2 separate regions of the Mus musculus genome follow, and region 1 is linked to region 2. The links are chromatin contacts, called in public promoter capture Hi-C maps. All regions are on one chromosome and are shown on one strand. The core of a region is the stretch at or near the end of the contact, and the rest is flanking DNA. Distances in the headings are between cores, read along the strand shown. Region 1 has its middle 580 kb from the start of Kif2b. Region 2 holds the start of Tom1l1 (target of myb1-like 1 (chicken)).

Evidence for each region. Promoter capture Hi-C pulls out the DNA fragments that hold promoters and counts their contacts.
Region 1: a contact with region 2 is called in a promoter capture Hi-C map of second pharyngeal arch cranial neural crest. The contact joins the enhancer-like site here to the promoter of Tom1l1 in region 2. A contact is called at or near these places in 10 of 39 promoter capture datasets (the 3T3-L1 cell line, the C10 cell line, cranial neural crest and 5 more) and 2 of 115 datasets of contacts at active chromatin or transcription factors (embryonic forebrain and embryonic stem cells).

Annotation. Positions count from the first base shown.
Region 1 is chr11:92,155,789-92,161,560 of GRCm38.p6, reverse strand. No RefSeq gene overlaps it. Among named protein-coding and RNA genes, the nearest start is that of Kif2b, 580 kb to the right of the region's middle. Within about 2 kb of position 4,215, at least 2 of the 459 cell types and tissues checked have an H3K27ac peak or open chromatin away from gene starts, as enhancers often do. A contact at or near this core is called in second pharyngeal arch cranial neural crest, where this site is marked.
Region 2 is chr11:90,683,975-90,689,466 of GRCm38.p6, reverse strand. Tom1l1 (target of myb1-like 1 (chicken)) reads left to right here and starts at 1,866. Exons shown (of 16, transcript NM_001357543.1): 1 at 1,866-1,954; 2 at 4,321-4,405. The coding sequence starts at 1,897.

The DNA of each region.
Region 1 (5,772 bases), core at 2,966-5,465, 1.5 Mb before region 2:
AGCTCCTCCGTTGGGGGCTCTGTGATCCATCCAATAGTTGACTGTGAGCATTCACTTCTGTGTTTGCTAGGCCCCGGCCTAGTCTCACAAGAGACAGCTATATCACGGTCCTTGCAACAAACGCTTGCTAGTGTATGCAATGGTGTCATCGTTTGGAGGCTAATTATAGGATGGATCCCTGGATATGGCAGTCTCTAGATGGTTCATCCTTTTGTCTCAGCTCCAAACGTTGTCTCTGTAACTCCTTCCATGGGTGATTCTTTCAAACTGGTTTATTTTCTTGATATTTGTCCTGTTGCTGTTATTTTTAATCCTATATTTATTTTAGGTACTAAACCTTTGCCAAGTGTATCCTGACAAGGATTCTCTCTCTCTCTCTCTCTCTCTCTCTCTCTCTCTCTCTCTCTCTCTCTCTCTCTTAATCTAGTAAGTAATGATGTGTGTTTTATTGAGTTCATATACTCTCATTAAAATCTCTTTTGTTTTATACACTTTTTATTTCATCTGTTTTCTTTGTCCACTTATTAAAATTAATCAGTGTACAAGGATGTGTTAGAACCAAAAGAATAAGTGCCCTTAATTGTAGGTATGTCTATATTTTAAAACAGTTTTCCCTTATTGTTCCTCCATTACTTTCTGATTTTTTTTTTTTTTTTTTTTGCGACAAAAGTATTGTGAAGTTTCTTTTGTTATATGATCTTCTAATTGACCTGTTTAAAATAACTTGACTCTCGGGCCATGTTATATTGCCTTATATTTAATACTTAATACTGCATTATGATGGTGATCTCCTCCTAATGATTATTTCTCTTCCTTACACATCAACTCTTCCAGGTAATCACATGAACAAGGGTTGCTTTCTTGTCACATTACTGTCATCACTATATTAGTTAGCATTTCATTGTTAAATTTAACTCTATATGTATTTATTTTTCTAAGTCACTTAGTATGTTAGTTTTTATTTTTAAGGAAAATGTAATCATTTTATTTTTAAATTATTTTTACATAATTATTTTATTTATTTCCATCTCCCAATTATTGTTCCCCTTCCATGTCTGCCCTCTCAGAATTCTTCACCCCATCCCCTCTCCCATTTGCCTATAAGAGAATGTCCCTTCCCTGCATTTCCAGTCTCTGTGGCATCAAGTCTCTACTGGATTAGGTGCATTCTCTCACACTGGGCCAGACAAAACAGTCCTCAGCTACATATATGCCAGAGGCCTCAGACCAGCCAGTGTATGCTCTTTGATTGATGTTTTCACCTCTGGGAGTTAACACTGTTGGTCTTCCTATGGGATGCTATCCCCTTCAGTCCCTTCAATCATTCACTTAACTCTTCCACAGGGAAGCCCCACCTCAGTTCAATGGTTGGCTTTGGTTATCTGCATCAGTCTCAGTCAGCTGCTGTTAGAGTGTCTCAGAGGACAGCCCTGTTAGGATCCTGTCTATACATTTATCTTCCCATTACTGTTTTCTAGAACTAATGATTCCTTTTTCTGCTTTCTTTCCTTTTTATTTCAACATTGCATGTTCTTTCCTAGTTATTTTTCACTCCAATAGTTTGATTTTTTTTCTTCATCATATACCCGTGGATTTTTTAACTTCTACTAATTTTCGCTAAACCCCTTGTGAATGTGTCATGTTCAGATGGACTGATTCCATGTCAGAATTTCTCTTGTCATCAGCCTGAAGGCTATAGACTATTAATTCTGTTTTACATAGTTCGTTCTAATTATCTATCAGCTGCTAGTACATGAGGTGTTCTTCTTAGCCATTATAAAGCCAGGGAGATTTTTGTTGTTATTTTAAATGGCTTCCTAGGTATCTATGCTTAAAATGTTTGGGCTCTGACAATACTCTCTTCTCTTACTTCCCAAGTTAGTGCAACTGGAAATGGAAATGTCAGCATAGCATGTTGTGTTTGATCATTCATCATGCATAGTATATAGGTGGTGCACTATGGCAGACATTGTGTTCAAAAGTTAGTGATAATATCTGTAGGTCTTAAATGTCTATTTCACTTACTTTTGTAATTCTTAAAATACTCGATCAGAGCGAGATAAATATATATATTATGTTATTGATAAGCAAGAATATATACATACATATACACATGTGCATATATGTGTGTGTGTGTGTGTGTGTGTGTGTGACAGTTTACATTAAATCACTTTATCATGTTTTATTACACTGCTGTTTTTTCCTTCCTTCCTTCCTTCCTAGAACTCAAAATCTGTTTTAGATATCCTCCATTTTGTAAAAGTCCTGGCACAAAGCCCTCTATGTGACTACTATATAATAAACGTGGAAGGTTTATCCTTGAAAGAATCGCTGAGTATTAGCCTCAAAGTTCCAAGAACAACTTTTTTGTGTGATTCCTGTAATAATTTTATTTGACCTCAAATATCTCTAACTAAGGATAATATCAATATCTAAATGGCTTCAGGATTGGGAAATTTCTCCATGTGCAATGTGAGAATTGCCTAACTTGCTGACTTGAGTTTGGACCCCCTTGGAGCACAGCAAAGCAGTGTAGCAGCTGGAATCCCATTGTTCTTATGGAGACATTGGAGTGAAGCCAAGTTAATCCAGGAGCTCAACAGCCAACCAGAATTGCTTATCCAGCAGGAAAGTAGAATAAGTTCTTTCTCAGACAAGATGGTGACTGAAGATCAGTGTCCAACGCTTCCCTGACCTTCACAGGCACACCAAACCATATGGTCATACTCACACTCACACACAACACCCAGTAATAAAGAAATGGGAATAAACATCACTAGTGACAAGATTATTGACATGAATTTTATCCAATTTTGAACTATGAAAACAGGAAATATTAGAAACACACTTTAAAGATCACATAGCTGGCTAGTCAATGTCCTTCAGCCAGATCAACCTTTTCTTTACCTGTCTGCACTTGGTGGCATTTCAAACATTAACCTTCAGACTTCGCTTTCCTTCTGTCACTTTCTGCTTTCCCTGCTAGGATTAATTTTAATCAGATGGTAATTAAAATAGGCACTGCATAACCGACTCACTTTCCTGTAGGTAATTAAAGCTCTGGAATCATGCATTTACTCCTCCCAACTCAGTTAGGAACAGTGGCACATAATTTGTATTTTTCCTCGCAGCACAATTCTTGTAGTAATGGCTCCAGTTCTAATAAATCTCTTGCAAATAACTTGTCTTGGCTCTGGCTTGAAGACAGCAGGAATTATAAACTGTTCATTTGTTCCTCTTTTCCTTAAAAATGTATAATTCCCAGTTGTATGCTATCGGTTCTAAAAACTGTTTTATTATGAAATAGCAGGGAGCTATGTCTCAGTAGTCAGGTTACTGGCTAAACCCTCGAGCTAAGACCAGTATTTTTATTATTTCCATTCATATTTCTTTCTCTTTCATACTACTGGGCATGATACAAAATATTTTTTTCTTTCTTTTGTTAGATATTTTCTTTATTTACATTTCAAATGTTATCCCCTTTCCTAGTTTCCCCTCTGAAAATCCCCTTTCCCTTCACCCCTTCCCCTGCTCAACAACCCACCCACTCCAGATTCCTGGCCCTGGCATTCCCCCAGTAACATGAAGCAATAATCTTAGAAAACTTTACTATATAGAACACACTCTCATTTTCAATCACTGTATTACCACCATATAGAAAGAGGCCACCTACTTATGCACAGTGAAGTGTGCAGTAAATACAATTGTGAAAAGTGCTTCAATTAAAACTAATCTCAACAAAGACTCTTGAGTAATCACTGAATACATTATCTACGGTATCTCTGGGAATGCACGGATACATAAAAGTTTTAAAAGTAAGTTTCCTCTCAAACAGGGTATCCTACAGGCCACAGCTGCTGATGTATCATCCTGTTTCCAAGCTGGAGTTCTTTGAATGTCACTGGCATCCCCAAGCTGGAAGCGTCAGATGACTTGCCAATGATACGTCCAGCTAACAGCAGCCCACCAAAATCTCTCTTCTTGGGATGGGGTTGCCTCTCAGCCATTGCTGGAGTCTCTGGTGAGCAGCTCTCTCTGCATCTGGTGGTTATGAAATCTCATTTCATTACACTACTAATTTACAGGGAATGAAATTATAAACAAGGTGATTACGGAGCGTAATTTATGGTCCATGTAATTATATAGCTGTCAAAGTAGTGCTGGCAGCTGAATTGTGCAAGAGAGGGCTGCACTTTCGCCTGGTCCACTGAGTTTGTTAATTGTTCACAGCTGAAAATATTTTTTTGTAGTGCAAGATCAGCAACCTTCAGTTTTGGAGAGCCCAGCTAAAGCTGGTTGCAATTACCTGCCCAAATAGGAATGTTGCCTATTGTCTCTGAACATCTTCAGGTGATGGAAATGTATTCCTCAAGCCTTTTGCTCAATGGAAAAGAACATTTTTACCTTTGTGCCCAGAGAACAGGGAACCTTAAGAAAATAAATCAAACAACCCAAGGTAAAGCCACAAATATTTTATCTTCATATCTAAATATCTACCTATTCTATAGACTTACAGTGAGATATGCACAATAAAAGTAATACTGGTAGAAAGATTACTTAATTGTTCTTCAATTGAACTTTGATATATTTTCAATTTCTCTGAAAGAGACCTCTGAACTTTGATTCAGGCACAGCACCTGTTATAGCTAAGGGGTAAACCACACTTGTACATAAGCTGCAACACATGCTGCCCACCCAGCCTTCTCACTACTTCAGCCTGTTGCCAAAAGACATTATGGAGAGCAGAGAAGGGATTAAGCCAATGATTTTGTTTACCCAGTGATAATCCAAATGGTTTCCCCTGTACAATTGCTAATTGCTTTGCTATTTACATGTTATAGATATCACCTGGCTAATAAAGGTATTATTTTAAACAGAGTGAAAAGTGTATAAACAGTTTTGTTCATGTAAATGGAAAATATTTCTTCTATAACTTTGCCAATTTCAATCTGTGCTATTACTGTTGATCATAGGCAGATAGTCCTATTATTTTCTTCAAAAGCTGTTGCCTGTACATGGGATATGCTCTTCTAGCTAGGCTAACTTTTCTGGCCTCAGTAGGAGAGTTACTGACTGGTGTCACAGAGACTCAAAGCGCCAGGGTAGGGGAGATACCGGGGGGGGGGGGGCACACCCACTGAAAAGAGAAGAGGAGGAGGTATGGGGGAAGGATTGTGGAAGGGGATTCAGGGGACAGTGAGTGGGATGTAAAATGAGAAACAAACATATTTAATTATTTATTTATGTTCAATATGTACAGGTTGGGCATATGGCTTCCATGACACATGTGTGGAGTTCAGAGGACAACTTGCAGGAATCCTTTCTCACCTTCTACCTTGTGAGATGGAAACCAAGTGACTAGGCTTGGTCAGGGACTCCCTTCCTGAGCCATCTCACTGGCTCCAGACAAACTGTTCTCTTTACTATTGTTTGTAGCCACTTCCATGATCTAGTCTACATAAAGCTCTTTTGTAATTCCTCTACTTGAAAAATGATAACGAAAAAGATTTATCATCAAAAAGACACAATAGGGCTTGCTGTCTGTAATAAATGAGAAAAAGAATCTAACTCTTCTTTCATTGAAGAGAGTTTTAGTAGATTCTTTTATAAAATTAAGATATCATTTGAAATAAAAGGAATCAAGGGGAGCTTGAAAGCTTGCTCAATGGTTGAGAAACCTTATTGGTCTTCCAGAGAACCCATGTTCAGTTATAAGCAACCACTTGAGGCAGCTCACAATTGACAGTAACTCCAGATCGGAAGGGATTACAT
Region 2 (5,492 bases), core at 617-3,116:
AGTGACATTGACTGGGTTGATAATCACGCCTGTGGAAGAACAGGATCATGGAGAAAGTGACAGAGCGTAGAAAGACATGGCTACAGACATCACGACATCCTGAAGGACAGTGGCTGAGAGAGATCAGTCATCAGCCACTGTGCCCAGGACACACTCCTTGCTACTATTCTTCCTGCTCTCCCTCAATCTTGCCATGTAAGGAAATCAGGCAGAGGAAAACCAAAAGCCTAACCACCCTCTCGGTAGAAGCAGGGATAAATGATCTACGGGGATCCTGGGTTCCATCCAACTTCTCTTTCCTGACAGAAAGTCATCATCACTTCAGCTTAGGCAGAACTTGACCTTCTCCTCTCCACCTCCTTTTAAAAAAGATTTATTTATTTTATGTATATGAGTACACTTGTAGCTGTCTTCAGACACACCAGAAGATGGCATCAGATACCATTACAGATGGTTGGGAGCCACCATGTGGTTGCTGGGAATTGAACTCAGGACCTTTGGAAGAGGAGTCAGTGCTCTTAACTGCTAAGCCATCTCTCCAGCCTTTGACTTTCTTCTTAATGTTGCCCCATCACACACGGCAATGAAGGCAAAATGATTTGCTAGGGACAGACAGAGATCAGGCTGCTGAGAGAGCCAAAAGAGGTTTTCAACATCAGCTGTAAAGACTACTTGACTGCCACAGTGGAGAGATCGCACCACATGAAACAGCTAGTGAGCCTGATAGGCATGTCCTATTTCAGGTAGGACTGACCTCATCATAAGAAACACCATCATAACAAAAATGCCGTATTTTACATTGTAGGATCCCGATGTTAACTCACTCATGGAGGAGGACAAACAGGGGGAGGTGGAGGAAGATTCCGGATCAATACAACAAATGATAGCCACTTGGAGCATAATGTAATTGGTTTTGACATCTATGCTAAAATATGGAAGACCAAAAACATGAGTCAGGCCAGGTCCTCCTGCTCTTTCTAGTCACCATTTCGGGGTGGGGGGAATAAACCCACTATTAATGTGAAGCTCAGTCCCAGTTAGCTACAGGAAGCAAAATCTACCAGCAGAGTAGCCCATCGTCTCAGGAGGCATCCTACAGATCAGAAGCATGGGTATCTGATGTTAGCCGTGCCGCGGAAAAGGAAAAAGAAATCTTGGTTCAAATAGAAACAGAGAGGTTTGGTTTCTTAATGTGGATTTACATACCAAACATATTTCCTGCCAGAGCCCCAGGAAAGGCCCCTCTCTCCTTTCACCATAAGGCTGGAAAGCAGGGTTCCTAGGAGATAGAGCTAGAAGCCAAAAGCTTGTGTGGTGGCGCCTCGTGGTCCCTCTTGGAAACGGGTGAAAAACAAAGCCCGGGCTCAAGGGAGGTCTTGGCTCTCCTAGACAGCCCATCCTCCTCCCAGTTCCGTAGATTTAAAGGGTAGGGCGCAAAAATCGGTTCAGGGACCTCCGGAGTGGTGATAGGCGAAGTCTCATTGTTCTGGAGGTGTGTGACTTGAGAGGTCTATGTCCTTGTCTGAATAAACCTTAGCAATAACCCTCGAGTCTGTGTTAGCAACTAATCCCACACTGTCTAGTCTCCAAAGAGAGGGGAGCGGTCTTCAGCCCTGCGGTGGAGATGTTGGAGCTGGACTCTGAGTTCGCAGGCCCGGGGTGCGGAGTCACATCACTCCACCCGGGCTCCCAGCCCACCTAGAGTCACGAGGTGCGGGAAGCGCCAGGAGCACGCGGCAGGTGCGCCAAGTCCCCCGGGTCCCCGCCCTGCTCGCTGCCTGGCGCCTCTCCGCGGCAGCCAAGCGCTGGAGCGGAGAGGAGGAGCCTCGGGCACGGAGCGGGTGGAGTCGGAGGGCGGTGGAGGCGGATTTCCTGGGAGGGCTCTCTGGAGCTACCATGGCGTTTGGGAAGAGTCACCGCGATCCTTACGCTACCTCTGTGGGTCACCTCATAGGTAAGGAGGCGCAGGGAGTAACATCCCGGCTGGCTTGGGGAACCGTGGGAGCTTTGCCGGTTCCACTCCATTCTCGATTGGAGGGTGGGGGGCGAGTTGGACCAAGTCGGAGGAAATGCTACCCTCCCCCGCAGCTTTCCCACGCCACCTGCGTGCCACCTGCGGCCACTTTCCACCTTTCTGAGTTTGGCTCACTCATACCAGAACCTCTCCGAAAAAAATGCAAAGTTCAAAATGCTGGGCGAGTGGAGCAAGCAGGTGGCCCGCAGCACAGCACTGCGTGGAGTATTGGGACCGCTGGGAGGAGAAAGTGGAAACTTCTTGACCCGGGGAAGGTTCTTCATAAAGTGCGTCGTCCACTCTCAGCACCTTATTGTTATACCCATTTTACAGACCAGAAAGAGAGATCTGAGACGCTAATTGACGTGATCTCACCCTGAGAGGCAGGTTTCTCCAAACCAATTTTCTCCAGCGCACAGCCCAAGCGATGTGAGCCGGCCTTTTGCTTAAAGAGGGAGATTGGGAGAGGGGCCGTCTGCAGTCACTGAGGCTCTTAGACCACGCATCACCCTCCAATCCAGCCAGCCTGGTCCTTCCTTATCCCTTGTGTTTGTGTTCTGAATTACAGAGGTGGATGCAGAAGTCACTGACTACATACAATTGGCTTTTTGCCACCTCAGCTCCCTTCTTTACCCTGCCCCCTCCCTTGGGGACAGGGTGTGGCACCAGGGTGTATTAATGACAGGCAAACTGTTGGGAACTTGGTGGGGTGATGAAATCCTATGAACCTGGTAGTTCTAAGACTCAGTCTCAGAAAGTTTAGATTGGAAGTAAGTTAAACTAACTGCTGCGGGGATGGGCCGCACCTTTGAACTTAAACCTGAGTTTCCACATCTTTACAATACTGCAAGAGAGCTGCCCTCTAGGAAAAGCACTGTAACTGCCCATCTCCTTGCTGAATAGTATGTCTTAGAACGAGTTCCGAGCAGAAATGGATCCTCGCTGAAGCTTCGCAGGCAAAAGGCACTTCGGCAATGTCCGATTATCCCTTAGTTTTGAAAACATTTAGAACTACTAGCTGGATGCCTTCGGGAAGGCATAGTCCCATCCCCCAGGGAACTTACCTGGTGATAAGGAGAATGGCCATATTCTGCAGCATCCACTGTTAAGATACCCTTATAATACTGAAAGATACCACGTAGTTTGCAAACAAAACTTTAAAAAAGGGAGAAACGAACTCGGCCACAGCCTTTGAAGTGTGAATAAGAGTTCTCTAGGAATGAGCATGTTGAGAGAAAGAAGTATCCAGATGGAAGAACAATGTGTGCCTAGCGACACGAGCAAGATGGCCCAGCTTTGTCCATTTAGAACCCCATTAAAGCCACACACTATGGTTTGCACCGTACATGGGTATCTTTGTCATAGATGCCAATAAGCAGGCAGACAGTACAGTAATGTTTCTCAACCTGTGGGTTGAGACCCTTTGGGGAAGGGGTTCCAATGACCCTTTCACAGGGATCCCCTAAAACCGTGGGAAAACACTGATATCTACGTTGCAATCTATAACTAGCAAAATTGCAGTTGTGAAGTAGGCAGTGAAAACAATTTTATGGTTGGGGGTCACCATAACATAAGGAAGTGTACTAAAGAGTCAGAGCATTAGGAGGGTTGAGACCCACTGCGTTAGCGGTTTTCTGACCCTGGTCCTGTGTCCTTAATGAAGTCATCTAGAGAAGGAAATGTCAAGGGTGTGAGTATGTAAATCTGCCTGGTGTAAGTTTGATGCCGGAAGCCATCTTGCTCTGTAATTGTGCTAGCTCTGCCTTTTTTTTTTCCTCACACCCCTCCCGATACATACTTTAAAAATATAAATATCGCAAATACCCTTGATTTGAATGCAAGTTCCCCATCATACTTGATGTGTGACCTAGGTTAATCTCCTTACTCTCTCTGAATTTCTCTTTCATCATCTGTAACCATGGGTTAAAAGAGAATAGACTTAGTGATGTGCTGTTCACCTCGTCCGTGTCTGCCCAGTAAGGCACAGATCTCTAGTTCTGGCTTCTGAAAGCCACTGGAGGCTGGAGATTTGTTGCAGGCTTTCGTAGTGGCTCACTCATTGCTGTCGAAACAGCAGCACTCTGGCCTTGGCTTCTGATCGATTCCTGAGTTACTGAGAATTGTTCAGGAGGAGAGAAAAGAAATCACTTTACCCTTTGGTAGCATAAACTTAATGGTACTTGTTCGTGCACCCTGACCCCCAAGCAGATTATTTCAAGGACATGAGGTTCTGTTCTGTTTTGTTTTGTTTTGTTTTTTCTCTCCATTGTGGCTCAGACTCAACACGAGCAATTTTATCTTCACAGAAAAGGCCACTTTTGCTGGAGTTCTGACTGAAGACTGGGGCCAGTTCCTGCACATCTGTGACATAATTAACACCACACAGGACGGGTAAGGTTACCGTGGTATCTGTGCATTTCTGCCTGAAAAGATCCATCAGAACTGCAGCTCGGTTTCCATTGCCAAGGTTTGGGTGTTTTGGTTGACAGACCGCTTACTTCCTGCCTTGTGAGGATGGCAGGCCGACAGTGGGGACAACTTCCTCCTCCAGCATGCAGGGGACCCCAAGAGGTCATTAGAGCTTGTCGCCTTCTTTACCTTTTCTTTACTAATTTAAATTTTGTTGTTGTCTCACTTAAATTCATCATTTTGGAAAAAAAAATCTTTTAAAGAGAGGGATACATTGTTTCTTTCTTTAGAGCTTTCTCCTGCTCTGATTGCCAGTGTTTTATGTAACAGAAACACTATGCAGAAGCAGACTGGAGTGGCTTCCAGGGGTTGTTGTCCAGGCACGTGGTGACCGACCCTCATCTTGATTGTTCGAAACGACTGAGCAATCTTTTCTTTCCTTGTCAGGGGACAAGTATTTATCTGTTATCCTACCAGCGCACCCAAGTTCATACTGTGCTCATACAAGATGTGCTGGGTATTGATATATTATCTAAACTTGAAGCCACTAAATAACAAAAAGAAAAGAAAAACAAAGTCATTCAACAAGCACTGCAACTTTGATTTTAGTCAACTGTAGATTATGATAAAAAGCGAACTTGTACATTTCCCTGAACATTCTTAAAGGATAATTGGTAGAGCCAGATTTTGTCTAGAGTGTGCTGATGAAGAAAACATGGTAAAATGATTATTGGTTATATATTAATGGCAAGTGCCTATGGTTGACACTTCTAAGAGTTTACAGATTTTTTTTTTTAAAAAATGTGTCTCTGTGTGGTATGCAGGAGTGCATGTGTGTTCACATGTGTATGAGCACACTTTAGTGTGGAGGCCTGAGGCTGATACCAACTGCTGATATCTTCCTCAATTTCTCTCCTCTTTTTTCTATTGAGTCAGGGTTTCTCAGTTGAACGCAGAGCTGTGTAGAAAGGCTAGTTAGCTAGCTAGTTTACCCCAGGGGTCAGTCTCTACCTTCTAACCTAGCCTTAGAATGACAGGCAGGCTGTAATCAATCCACCATGATTTTACC